2 separate regions of the Bos taurus genome follow, and region 2 is linked to region 1. The links are chromatin contacts, called in public Hi-C maps. All regions are on one chromosome and are shown on one strand. The core of a region is the stretch at or near the end of the contact, and the rest is flanking DNA. Distances in the headings are between cores, read along the strand shown.

Region 1 (6,000 bases), core at 2,076-4,575:
ACAAATGTAGATTTTAAAAAAGCAGTAAGATTACCTCAGTAACTCCCATCACCATCCCTGCAACCACCATCAGCACTACATACACTTTTCTTAGAATATTTTGGTATCATATACAGCCCTCTTAAAGCAAAACATAGTAAAATAAAAGGAACACTATTCCTAAATTTCCACTTAATGTAAAGAATTATAACTTTTGAACTTGCTGTATTTCAACATCTATGTTCAACATATTCATTGTTCAGATGACCTTGAACTTCAATAAATTCTACATATTTGATAAATGAGTGCAAGTGTGCATCTTAATTTTATGTTAAAAAGTTGTTAAAAGCTTTTAACTACATTTCTCATAAAACAATTAAGAAACAACATTAAACATTAACAGGGGAAATTTTAAGATATTTCATTATCTAAGTGTTTGATCATGCTTGGTATCCAGTAGACATAATCAGAAGAGTAATTAACAAAGCAATGGATTGGGAAGTGATTGCTAAAGAATATAAACTGTATTACTTTTTAATATTTTAGTACAAAAATAAGATCTTAGCAAACTTTTAAATATTTTAGTAAAAAAATAAGGTCTTAGCAAATAACTTACTTCATGTTTTTAACTGAATGTTCTTAAAATGACTAGAATTATAGAAAAATGAAGTTATTTTCTTTGCTATTTCCTGTGATTGTACATACCTTATTTTAGGCATTTACATTTGTTTCTTATTAGAATCAAATACTTGAATGTATTCCATGTGCAATATCTAGTACTAAAAGTGTACTTCAAAATGTAAAAATTGTACATATTTGAAATTTAAGGTATTCATGAAACAAATAAGCAACATTTAAAATACTTAGTATAACATATTTCAGTGGGTTGAAGGAATTATGACTTATGCTATAACAAAGCAGGTGATTCTAAACATAAAGAAGTGCCTTAAAAGTATTCAATAAATTACCAATATTGAGATTTTGAAAGAGAAAAAGACCAATAGGTAATGTTAAGAATAATAAAATAGTTTTGCAAAAATTTTGTATAAGTTGACTATCATATATTGGACATTTTGGATTCAGTTTTTTTCATTCCTAAGAACTATCTTGCCAAAAATTTGCTCTGAAGGTAATTTATATTAACTATCTTTCTAAATGGATTTTGAATCAAACATAAGAGTTCTACTTCAAATTTGCCTCTTCTTTTAAGTCTAAGACAGTGACTGTATGCTTTTTTTACAGGGTAGATCTATCCAATAGAGATGCTTTTCTTTTTGAATGGTACACTACTTTGTACCATTTAACACATGAAATTCACATGAGTACCTTAACGCAATGAAAATTAATCAGTACCTGAACTTATGAAAAGAAACCCAGGTTTCTCTTGAGTTTAATAAATGCTTTGGAATGTTAAAGAACAAACAAACAAACAGAAAGTAGGCCTTAATACCTAATCAGTTGCATTCAGTGGCTAGATTTAAGAATGGACAGAGTACCTATTAAGCTACAACTTTCAACTTTTATTTCTGAAGGAAGTGATCCTTGAGAAATGAGAGAGTTATTTAAGTTTTATTTGCTCTTGTATTTGGCTGCCATAAAATATCCTTTCTAAATGGCTTTAGAGTTTGCACTTAAAAAGAAAAATCATGATTAAATTAAACATGGTGAGTTAAAATTATAAACTTTCCCACAAAAGAGGGAAGCACAAAAACTTGAGTAAATCCAAGAAACAATATAAACATGAGACTTATGGACAATGCTCAATGTAAATTTCATATACTGTCAGATGATAAATATGTGTTCCAGATTGGAATACTTTAATTTTTAAAATGTTTAAAATCTCCTACAGTCCTTTCTGTTTCAGAAATTGAAGCTGCAGTGTTATTTGTGAACTAGGCCTTATAGCTTTTCTATACTTTTTACTTCTTAATTTTGTAGAATCTTCTAAAACCATCACAGATGGCTCTCTGAGTTTGAACTTTAGCATTGATCTGCTTGTCTTTGAAAGTCACAAAAAACAGAAGGAGAAGATCACCTTACCTAAAGATGCCAAGACTAAAGTTGGAAGTTAGCCATCGAGCTTTCTCTTTTGGAAAAGGATTTAATCCTGAAGTAATTCTAAGCCTGCATTTTAATGCAACTTTTCTACTAGAATACAAGAAACTGGATGGGTTTCCCAACCCCACCCCACCCAACCCCACCCCTCGTTTGGAAAAGAGATGTTTTCCTTGTGGAAATCTGTAATCTGAAAAAAATATTTATATGAAGGATCAACAGTTGGAAATAGCCTAAATGTTACTTCAAAATTTAAAGGCCGGCTAACGTAGAAGTAGTGAGAAATTCGCGGAGTTCCAAGGTCCCAGGCAAAGCGGCAGGTGAGCCTGCGCGTGCGTGGCAGACGGAGCGAGCGTATTCAAGGGCCCGGCGGCTGGCGTCCGAGGATCGTCGAAGGCGCGGAGTTTGGCGCGTCTGATATACTGCAAGGTCTGAGTTATACGAACATTCCAGGGACTAGTGGCACGGATAGTGCTATCTGGTTAGAGTTGACCACGGAAAGAGGACGCAGTGAACGGGGGCGCACAGGAGTGAAGACGTTTCTTTTCCAGGTGCAAAACCAGGGAAACGCTGACCAAGACGCCCTGGGACACTGTGGGGTTCGGTTACCATTGCAGTGATCCCGAGTCCACACTTTTCACGGGCTCCGCTCCACCTGTGAAAGCCTGTGAAAGCCGTCGCTTCCAGACTCAAGCCACCACACTCCTGCGCCGGGAAGGAAGGAGGGCCCGGGAAGCCCACAGCGCTGCGCAGCGCGGAACCCGACGGCGCGTGTGGCCGCGGTGTCTCCTCGGCCGCCCCGTACGGGTCAATGCTGGGAGTTGGGCGAGGCCGGCCGCAGCTCTCGACGCGCGGCCTCGCTGCCCGGCGTCTCCCCCCGCCGCCGACTTTGTCCCCAGAGGATCGTCCGTGGAGCTAGCGCTGAGGTTGCGGACGCCGGCGAGCCGGGGGCTCCTCTAGCGCCGGCAAGGACGTCACTTTGAGTGAAGGACACTGTCAAGTGCAAGTGAAGAAACAAGGAGAGGGGTACGAAGGGAATCTACCCGGGGCGCGTTGGACACTCTTACAATAGACACTATCAGTCGACGGAAACTAGCAGTTGAAGGTCGGGGGTGAGAAAACCTCACTTTCTGTTTCCTAAAGAGCCTCCCATTGCCCCAGAATTTAACCCCGCAGGAGCTTAGGGACATCCCCGCGCCGAAAATCCCTGGGACTGCCACCGCGCAGACCGGCGTCCCAGCCGCCTCCCGGACGGGCGCCCAGAGGCTGGCTCTGGGCCATCGTTTCTCCCGGGCCCGCCTGAGGTTCCGGGCCGAGCCCGGTCTTAGCCGTTCTTCCGGCTGCGGGGACAGGCCTGGAGGCCAGGGCCTGGCGCCGCCTCGGGCAGCGGTGCTCCGGGTGGGCCGGGGACGTGGCCCCGGCGGGAGCGCGCGAACGAGGCCGCGCCTTCCCCGTCGCAGGGTGCAGGTGGAGGTGCTCCGTGGGTCGCTCGACCCGAGGCCGAATGCGGGCGGGACCCCCAGCTAGTCTCGGAAAGGTCTAGGTTCGGGCGCCCCTCCTGGCTCCCCGGTCACTGTGCGCCCCTCCCTCCCCGCCTCGGGTGCAGTCGGTCTTTTTCAGTTTCTTTCCTCGACGCTTCTCGATTACACCATCCCTCTGCGGCACGCGCCCGCCGCCAACCCCGCGGGGGGAACTGGAGAGATCTGCTGGCCCCGGGGGTTTGGGTCGGGCCCCCTCGGGCCGGGGACCGAGGAGGGAGGCCGCCCAGCCACCAGCAGGAGCGGGAGGTGCGCTGGACGTCCGGAGCGGGGAGGGGGCAGCGCGGGCCCTGCGTGCCTCCCCGTCTGCCGGAGCAAAGCTGCTGAAGCTGCAGAAACGCGTTGGCGCCCGTCCACCCGCTGCAAACAAAACCAAACAAAACGCGGCGAAAGGAAAAGCGAAATGGCGCTGCTGAAAATGGAGCCTCGGCCTCTAGGACGTCTTTCTTTTCTCCTCCGTCTCTTACTTCGGCAACTCTGTTTCTTGTCCTTTAACGCTCCGCCGCCCCTCGGCTTTTCTCCCCGTAATCGCTACCCCATCACCCCTTTGCTTTTCTTCTTAACCATCTCCTTCCCCCGCTTTTCCTTCTTTTCTTTCCCCTCTCGGTTCCTCCTTCTCCATTTTGTGTCACAGGCGCTTCTCTTCTCAGTTCCTTTCTGGGCTCGCGCTCCCCCGCCCGTCTCACTTGGTGTTTTCTGCGTGTCGGGGAGCGGGAGTGGTGGGGGTGGTGAGGCTAGGTATCGAATTGGTTTGGTGGAGACAGGGTTGGTTTTTTTTTTTTTTTTTTTTTTAGAACTCAGATGGCTCCTTTAATTAGTCGTGCGCTCGCCCGGCGCCCTCGTCCCCCGCGGCTCTGCTCCTGGACTCGCGCGGCGCCGTCCCACCAGCCGGGCGTCACAGACCTGGAGGAGACTCAGGGCTTGCGCAGAAGTTAATACCTTTTTGAATTTTTTAAGCTTTAGAATATCATTTTTGCCATCTTCGCGGGCATGGCATACTTGGATAGATGGATCTCATTTTCCCAAGGGACTTCCAAGGACCATTTTAAGAGAAGTGTGTAGAGAAGACGGCAATGCTAATAATTTTTTTCCCCTTGTTTTCTTTTGAGCCGAGGGAACCCTAAGCACTGAGATACTTGTGTTCTCCAGGCCGAACTTTTTTGAAAATTACTTTTCCTTTTACACGCATTGTTGACTTTGATCCTTTTGAAGAATGAGGATGAACTCTGTTTAAAAAAAGAGAGATGCTTTTAAATACGTAACGCCCCAAAATGTGGTTCTCGGACAGTTTCTCTAGACGCTTTTATGATTTTGAAGTTCAGGGTCTCTAAGCGGTGTTCAGTGAAACAATGAGAAATATGTCGCTACGTTAAAGATAAAGCAGAAGGTGATATTTCCGGATTGTGCTCAATCGTAGTAGTAGAGTCTCGGGTTTGTTTTTGCTGGGGGTGGTGGTAGTGTTTGGGCAGAACGTGCCTTGGTTCTATTAAAGAATCAGCTGATAGAAGCTATTTCAAGTGAAGGGCTTCAGGCAACACAAAACTCTGAAAGCAGTGACATCATTTTCTGACCTGAATGTGTCTTTTAGTCGTGGTAAAAAAAAAAAAGGTTAGTCTCTATACAATATTTGAAAACAAAAAGATTGTGCTTCCCAGTATAATTATTACCAACTACCTTTCACTTTATTTTCATATCTTCTGACTAGTTTGATCTCCTCTGTGGTCTGTCAGAACCATATCCTACAGAGAAAAATATACACATGCTCATTCCTTACAAGATTCTAGTGCTCCTGGAATTATTTGAAAAGATTTCAAAATTTCATAAGAAGAATCTCTTTAAAACTGTCTCAGGGTAGTATTCTTTGAAAGAATCTTAGAATGGTTCTTTAAAAATTTACCTTCCTTGGTTTTCATGAATTGCTTTGATTAAAGTTAGGTTATGTTCATATCTTACTTTCAGACTATTTCTTCATAAAAGAAAAAAGAAAGGAAGTAGTCTTGGCAAGAGCTAAACCAGTGCAACTAGGCCTTATTAAGATCCTAAATCTGTAAATTGGTATCCTCCTGGTATGTTTATCAAATTGAGTTTTACATAAACAGCTGACTTTATGTCTTTTAAAAATAGTTTAATCCAGACTCCTACTTCTTTTTTATGCTTTTCCCTTGATAGATAAGCAAAATGAGTCTCAGTGAAAGGGTAGGTAGATTTTTTTCCCCCTAGACAAGCTTTCTAAAAATGGGTAAACTTCAAAAGTTATTACTGCCCTTTATTTTTTAATACCCTTCATTTTAATTGGAATGATTCAGTATTTATACCAAGTTAATCCTATTAAGATGTTGTTTCCTGCTCAAAGGGGATATATTAAGGCACAATTAAGTTTATTTTAGATGGACAACTTTGTATATGCTCTAAGCAAGGGGGTGGGGGG
Region 2 (5,276 bases), core at 742-3,241, 61 kb before region 1:
CTTTATCTTTAAAAACATTAGCTTAACTTCAATTGTTTCACTTGCCCTTTGGCCCCTTTTCTTTTGGTCTAGATCCCCGTTTTTTGTCCTGTTTTGTTTCACACCAGCACTCTCCATTCATACCTGCAAGTGAAAAGTGGCTCAGCTTGACACCTTATACAGTACCTACCTTCCCAGTAGGATTTCTAGGGAATTCCTATTATTCTGGTAGGAAAAAAAGAAAAAGAAAACATGTCTTTGCAAACAGAGCAGAAGAAAAATAGTAATTGTTAAGTTTTTAAAATTTAAGTAACCTGATATTCCGTCCAAAACAATTCTATTCTCTCGCTGTCAAATTTACAGTCTTCTAGATAAGTGCTAAAAAAAAAAAAAGCCAAAGTTTAGTCTCCATTTTAAAAACTGAAATTTGAATCATAAAGGCACTATTTTAAAACAAATGGATATTTAAATAAATCCTGTACCTTAGAGTTGATCTGTCAGCTCTTTGCTTTCCAGCCTCCAGTATGTAAGTTGCAGCTGCTGCATGACAATGTTTTAAAACCACTGGGTCGATATGTTTCAAGTCTGGGTGATCTATAATAAAAGTAATTGCCAATGATGTCTGTGATAATAAATTCTTTATAGTCCTGTTTCTAAAAAGGTATTTCCATTTGGTGAAGAACTCTAACAAGATAAGAAGAATTCAACTATAAGCACTAGAAATTTTAAGATGAGCAATATGGTCAATGGCAAAACAATGAAGAGCACACATCAATAATCCTGCTGTTACTTGGTCAAATTACCTTCATTTTATTTTACCTTAATACTTAAAAAAAATGTCCTATTGTAAAATATACAGTGGTCATTCTAAAGCTGGATGGAGTAAGTTGAGAGGAAAATAAGATAAATATTTTACATGGTGTCAATTTAAGAATGAATAAACTTTCCTTCTAAAGATTAATTTTAGGGTAGGTAACTGGCTCCACGGACTTTAATACATGGAGGTGGAGGAGAAGGAAAGGGTTCAAAATATTTTCAAGTTTCGACAGTCTTTTTTTTTTGGAGATTAACCCAGGTGGTGGTTACTATTTTCGTTTAAAGAACTTCCACTTTCATGCTTTTGGTACACATGTTTAGCTCGTGAAACTATAGGGGAAAAAAACAAAAAAATTTGAATTGTTGAGATATTTATAATTAAGAAAATAATTTAAAAGCGATCTATCTTTAAATATGCCTCCATCCATACTGACACCGCACTCCGCAGTGACCGGACCATTTAAAACAGACTTGCTTCCTGATAACTGATGCGGAACAAAACATTATACACCACATTTTAAGAGTCTGGGCGTGGAACCTGTGCAAAACATGTTGAACTAGAGTGTTGGAATGAGCAGAGGAACTTGAGGTATTCTCTAAGCTGGAAAATGTCAACACTATTTGACCGAGTAATTACTCTGGAAGCAGACCCTTTAAAACCTTCGCCAGCCTAGTACTGAAAACTTGAATCGCAGGGAGCTGCCCTGATGAAGTCCAAGTGTCAAACAGTCTCTGCCCCAGACCAGGGTGAAAACCTTAGATGTTTAGGCCACAAACAAGACTTGAATACCGGCTTTACAAAAGAACAAAGAGCCTGAGAGGGAAAATCAGACCAGGAAAGTGTAGCTGGCGGTGTGCAAGTGCCAAGTGGGGAGAGAACAATGATCTGGGTCCGCTGTGGGTTCTGGCAGAACCACATCCCCACACTCCGTCCGGAGCGAAGGGCAAAGCCCGAAGACTTCCTCTTCCCGGGGCTTTCCCCTTCTCGCTCCTCTTCTCCGAGCGCCCCTCCACCCAGGCCGATCCAGCTCAGAGCCGAGCGGCTTACCTAACACGGCCTCGTCCGCCTGGGCGTCCAGCAGACTCTGGAAAGCCGCCCGGAGGAGAAGCGTGAAGGTGTTGGAGTCGAAGGAGCCGGGATCGGCCAGCATCTGGAAGCCTTTCTGCACATACTCCGAAAGCTCCATTGTGAGCGCGCCGTGACCTTCGACACGCGCACCACGTGACACGCGCCGCGCGCTCAGCTGATGCGGCCGCGCGCGCACGCGGCTAGGGCGGCGGCGGCGGCGGCGGCGGCGGCGGCGCGGGCTGCGGGCCTCCCCGCCCAGGGCCTCCCCGGCGGCCTCCCGGCCCGCGTCCCCGGCTGCCCGCCAGCCGCCGCCGCTTCCGTCTAGTCTTTCCTTCTGCTCCCGCCGCCGCCGCCGCCGCCGCCGCGCCTTAGCGCGAGGGGCGGCCCGGGAGCTTTGTGGACGCGCTCGGCGCTCACCTAGGACTGTCACCGGCTCCTGCGGGGCCCGCGGGAGCGCTCCCGAAAGACCCCGCGGGTGGTGGTGACGGTGTCGGGATCCCGGTCCCCACCGGCCCCGAGAACTACTCCTTCCCCGCGCCCCGCTCAGCGCGAAAGCTGCGGGAAGCTCCAATCTAAGGCAACTGGTTGGTTTTTGGTTTTGAGCTTTTTTGTTTTTTAACTCAACTGCTTAATCCCCTAGCACTGCCCTTAAGTGAATGAGACTGTAGACGTCTAATTATAATTCTTGCTTATTTCTCCTTTTTCATTGTCATTTCTGGAATACGGCAATTGATTCTTTTCTGCGTGGGGGGGTGTAAACACACGTATACATTCATATAGTGCGCGCGTTTAAGTTCTGTATTTCGACAGAGAGAATAGTACCTTATTTACGAACACAGTGGACAAAATGATAAAAAATAGTAAGATGCAGCTGCAAATAAACACCTTTCCAAAAGAAACTGATACGGATTTTGTGCTACGGTGCTCACAACATTTATGGGTCCTGTTTTAATTAGTCAAGCAGCCCTCAAATATTTATATCAGATAGTTATCTTAGTACAATACAGTTAAGAATGGCAAAATCTTTATTAGAAGTGAATGCCCATAATTTTGAAACTTCAAATATTGTATAAAGTAACTTCCCCCTTAATAGTTATACGAAGTTGAAGAACAAGAATGATTCTTTAAAAAAAAAAGCACAACAAAGTAGGTTATGAGTTTTTTTGATCAAAAGAATTTAAAATTCTTTTGGGTAGAGAGGAGGGATAAGGAAGGAGGAAGATGTTTTAGTCTACAGGAGGCATAATTTGAAACAGACTTAGGATGAAACACTTTTAAAGGCATAATTTAGGTGCTTATTTGAAAAACAAGTTCCTAATGAATACAGTCGACATTTAACCTTGCACCAATGGATAAAAAGCACCTGATTTCACAACAGAACGCAAATAGAATAATTTAGCATCAGTAAAGATTGAGTAACTACTCAGTTCTCCTTTGAAAGCACTGAAAGGCATGTGAACCAGCTTTCCACTTTGGTCAGCCTGTAGGAACAGTGAAGAATTTAAAAGTCTCCCTTGAGTCTTTATGAAACAAACACCTATTAATCATGTTCATCTTTCCTTCCCATCTCTCTTTTCTTTCTAAATTCCCTGTTTCTCATCAGTAGTAAAACATCAGTTGAAAAATGTCAAGATATGCAAATGATTTGCATAAGGAATATTTTACAGGGCAGAGTTGTGTAAAAGTTAAACAGTATTAACAACACCCAAGCTCATTATGTTTGTTACACATATATTTTATAACCTTGCATAACATTGATTGTTAATACTCTAAAAGAATTTGAATCGATAACTGTAATCATAATTTGATGTCAAAAAAGAAGGCAGTAATGCTGAGCATAGATTTTATTTTAATGCTATTTTAAAAGAGTAAAGTAAATACAATTAAAATGTGAGTTTCTGAGCATAAAAATTAGGAAATTCACAAGAATTGTTTCTGTAATAACTGTCACATTACTCTCTTGTATATATGTAAGCCCTTTCTTTTTTACAAGGCATTTGTCCTCTTCTGCCTATATGTATTTCTGTGTTAGGCCTAAGTGATGGGTCCATTTCCAGCTCACACCAAAACTTTCACCATAATGTTTTCTAATACTAGAAAAACTGAATTTTTCTCCTATAGGTACATTTATTTCAACTCCCTTTGAAGGAGGCACAGGATTAAGTATTTGTTTGTAGATCATACATGTGTATCTTTAACAAGGAAGCCATTGAAATACATTGAAGTATAATCATTAAAAGTCATGATTACATAGATGTAGGCTCTCTTCATTGTGGCAATAAAATCAGTATATTCTATATTATTAGAAAAACTATATATGAACACGTTCTGAAAGTGTGTGGGGGGGACTATTTACAATTTTTACTTTGATCACTGAAAATGGCATTGGAGCTTTCACTAGACGTAAAAAATTCTACAGCCTTAAAGCCAATAGATTAAATTTGCCCTGAAAGAGCCTTTTAAAATAACAGTTATATGCAGCTGAAAGTTGCAAAATAGATGTTCAAAGATCCTGTTAATAACGTATTTTTCCTCTTACACAGCAAATATTAAGATAGACAATGCTGATAAATTTGGGTTTTTTTTTGAGGCTCTACAAAGAATTAGAAAGTATCATTTTAAATAATGTTTTAGAATGTTTTAAAATACATTGTATCCTTTGTGCTGGTTAGTTTATTTGTTTTTTTTAGAAGCCAATTTAATGTTGGCCTCTGTACCATGAGTACAATTTAAATATGCTGGGGCATTTATAGGATCTGTGTGGTCAGCTTTTCCCAGAGGCCTCCTTGGTACATTTGTTAGTTGCAGAAAACAATTTCTAGTATTTAATTTTTAGATTGTATAAATACTTTTGCTTTTGTGCAGAGAAAACTGAAGGAAAGTATTCCTTTAGACAAAAGAGTTCCTTGAACATCCACAGGGAGAAAAAAAAGCCAATATACTTAAATGCTCATGCATCCAAAGGTTTTTATTGGCATACATACTGTGTTCTAATGGGGTTCTATTTTATCCCTACCCATGGAATATCTGCTCATTTTCCAGAAAGAAGGATGTTAAAAATGCTTAAATATTACACAAACACAAGAAACCATCTTCTGTCTCTACCCCTCATATGGATTATTTGATGGTTAGTGATCTTAAAGCCTTGAGATAAATATTAATAACAACAATTTATTATTTTAAAGTTATTTTAGCCACAAATGGACATTTGGGAGGAGTGATTAATTGAGATGCAAATAGTATATTAAAGTGTAAGTCAAAATTATTTCAGTCAAGTTTATAAAATCTACACACATTTTTTTATTAAATATCTTAACTTGGAAAGGTGTAGATTGGGTCTTGGAATTTAAATGATCAAGTTTTTGCACATTTATGACAGCAGAGTTCAGTGATTTAAAATTTAGTCTTGTGG

Evidence for each region. Hi-C and Micro-C count contacts between places; a contact is called where the count stands out from the background.
Region 2: a Hi-C map of skeletal muscle shows a contact between it and region 1, with 2.7 times the contacts expected there. The contact joins the promoter of COMMD3 here to the enhancer-like site in region 1. A contact is called at or near these places in 2 of 11 Hi-C or Micro-C datasets (skeletal muscle and an unstated tissue).

Annotation. Positions count from the first base shown.
Region 1 is chr13:23,362,271-23,368,270 of ARS-UCD2.0, reverse strand. No RefSeq gene overlaps it. Among named protein-coding and RNA genes, the nearest start is that of TRNAN-GUU, 21 kb to the right of the region's middle. Within about 2 kb of position 3,325, at least 80 of the 102 cell types and tissues checked have an H3K27ac peak or open chromatin away from gene starts, as enhancers often do. A contact at or near this core is called in skeletal muscle, where this site is marked.
Region 2 is chr13:23,422,599-23,427,874 of ARS-UCD2.0, reverse strand. It overlaps COMMD3 (COMM domain containing 3), which reads right to left and starts at 1,991. Exons shown (of 8, transcript NM_001076999.1): 1 at 1,844-1,991; 2 at 462-573; 3 at 294-357; 4 at 170-204. The coding sequence starts at 1,982.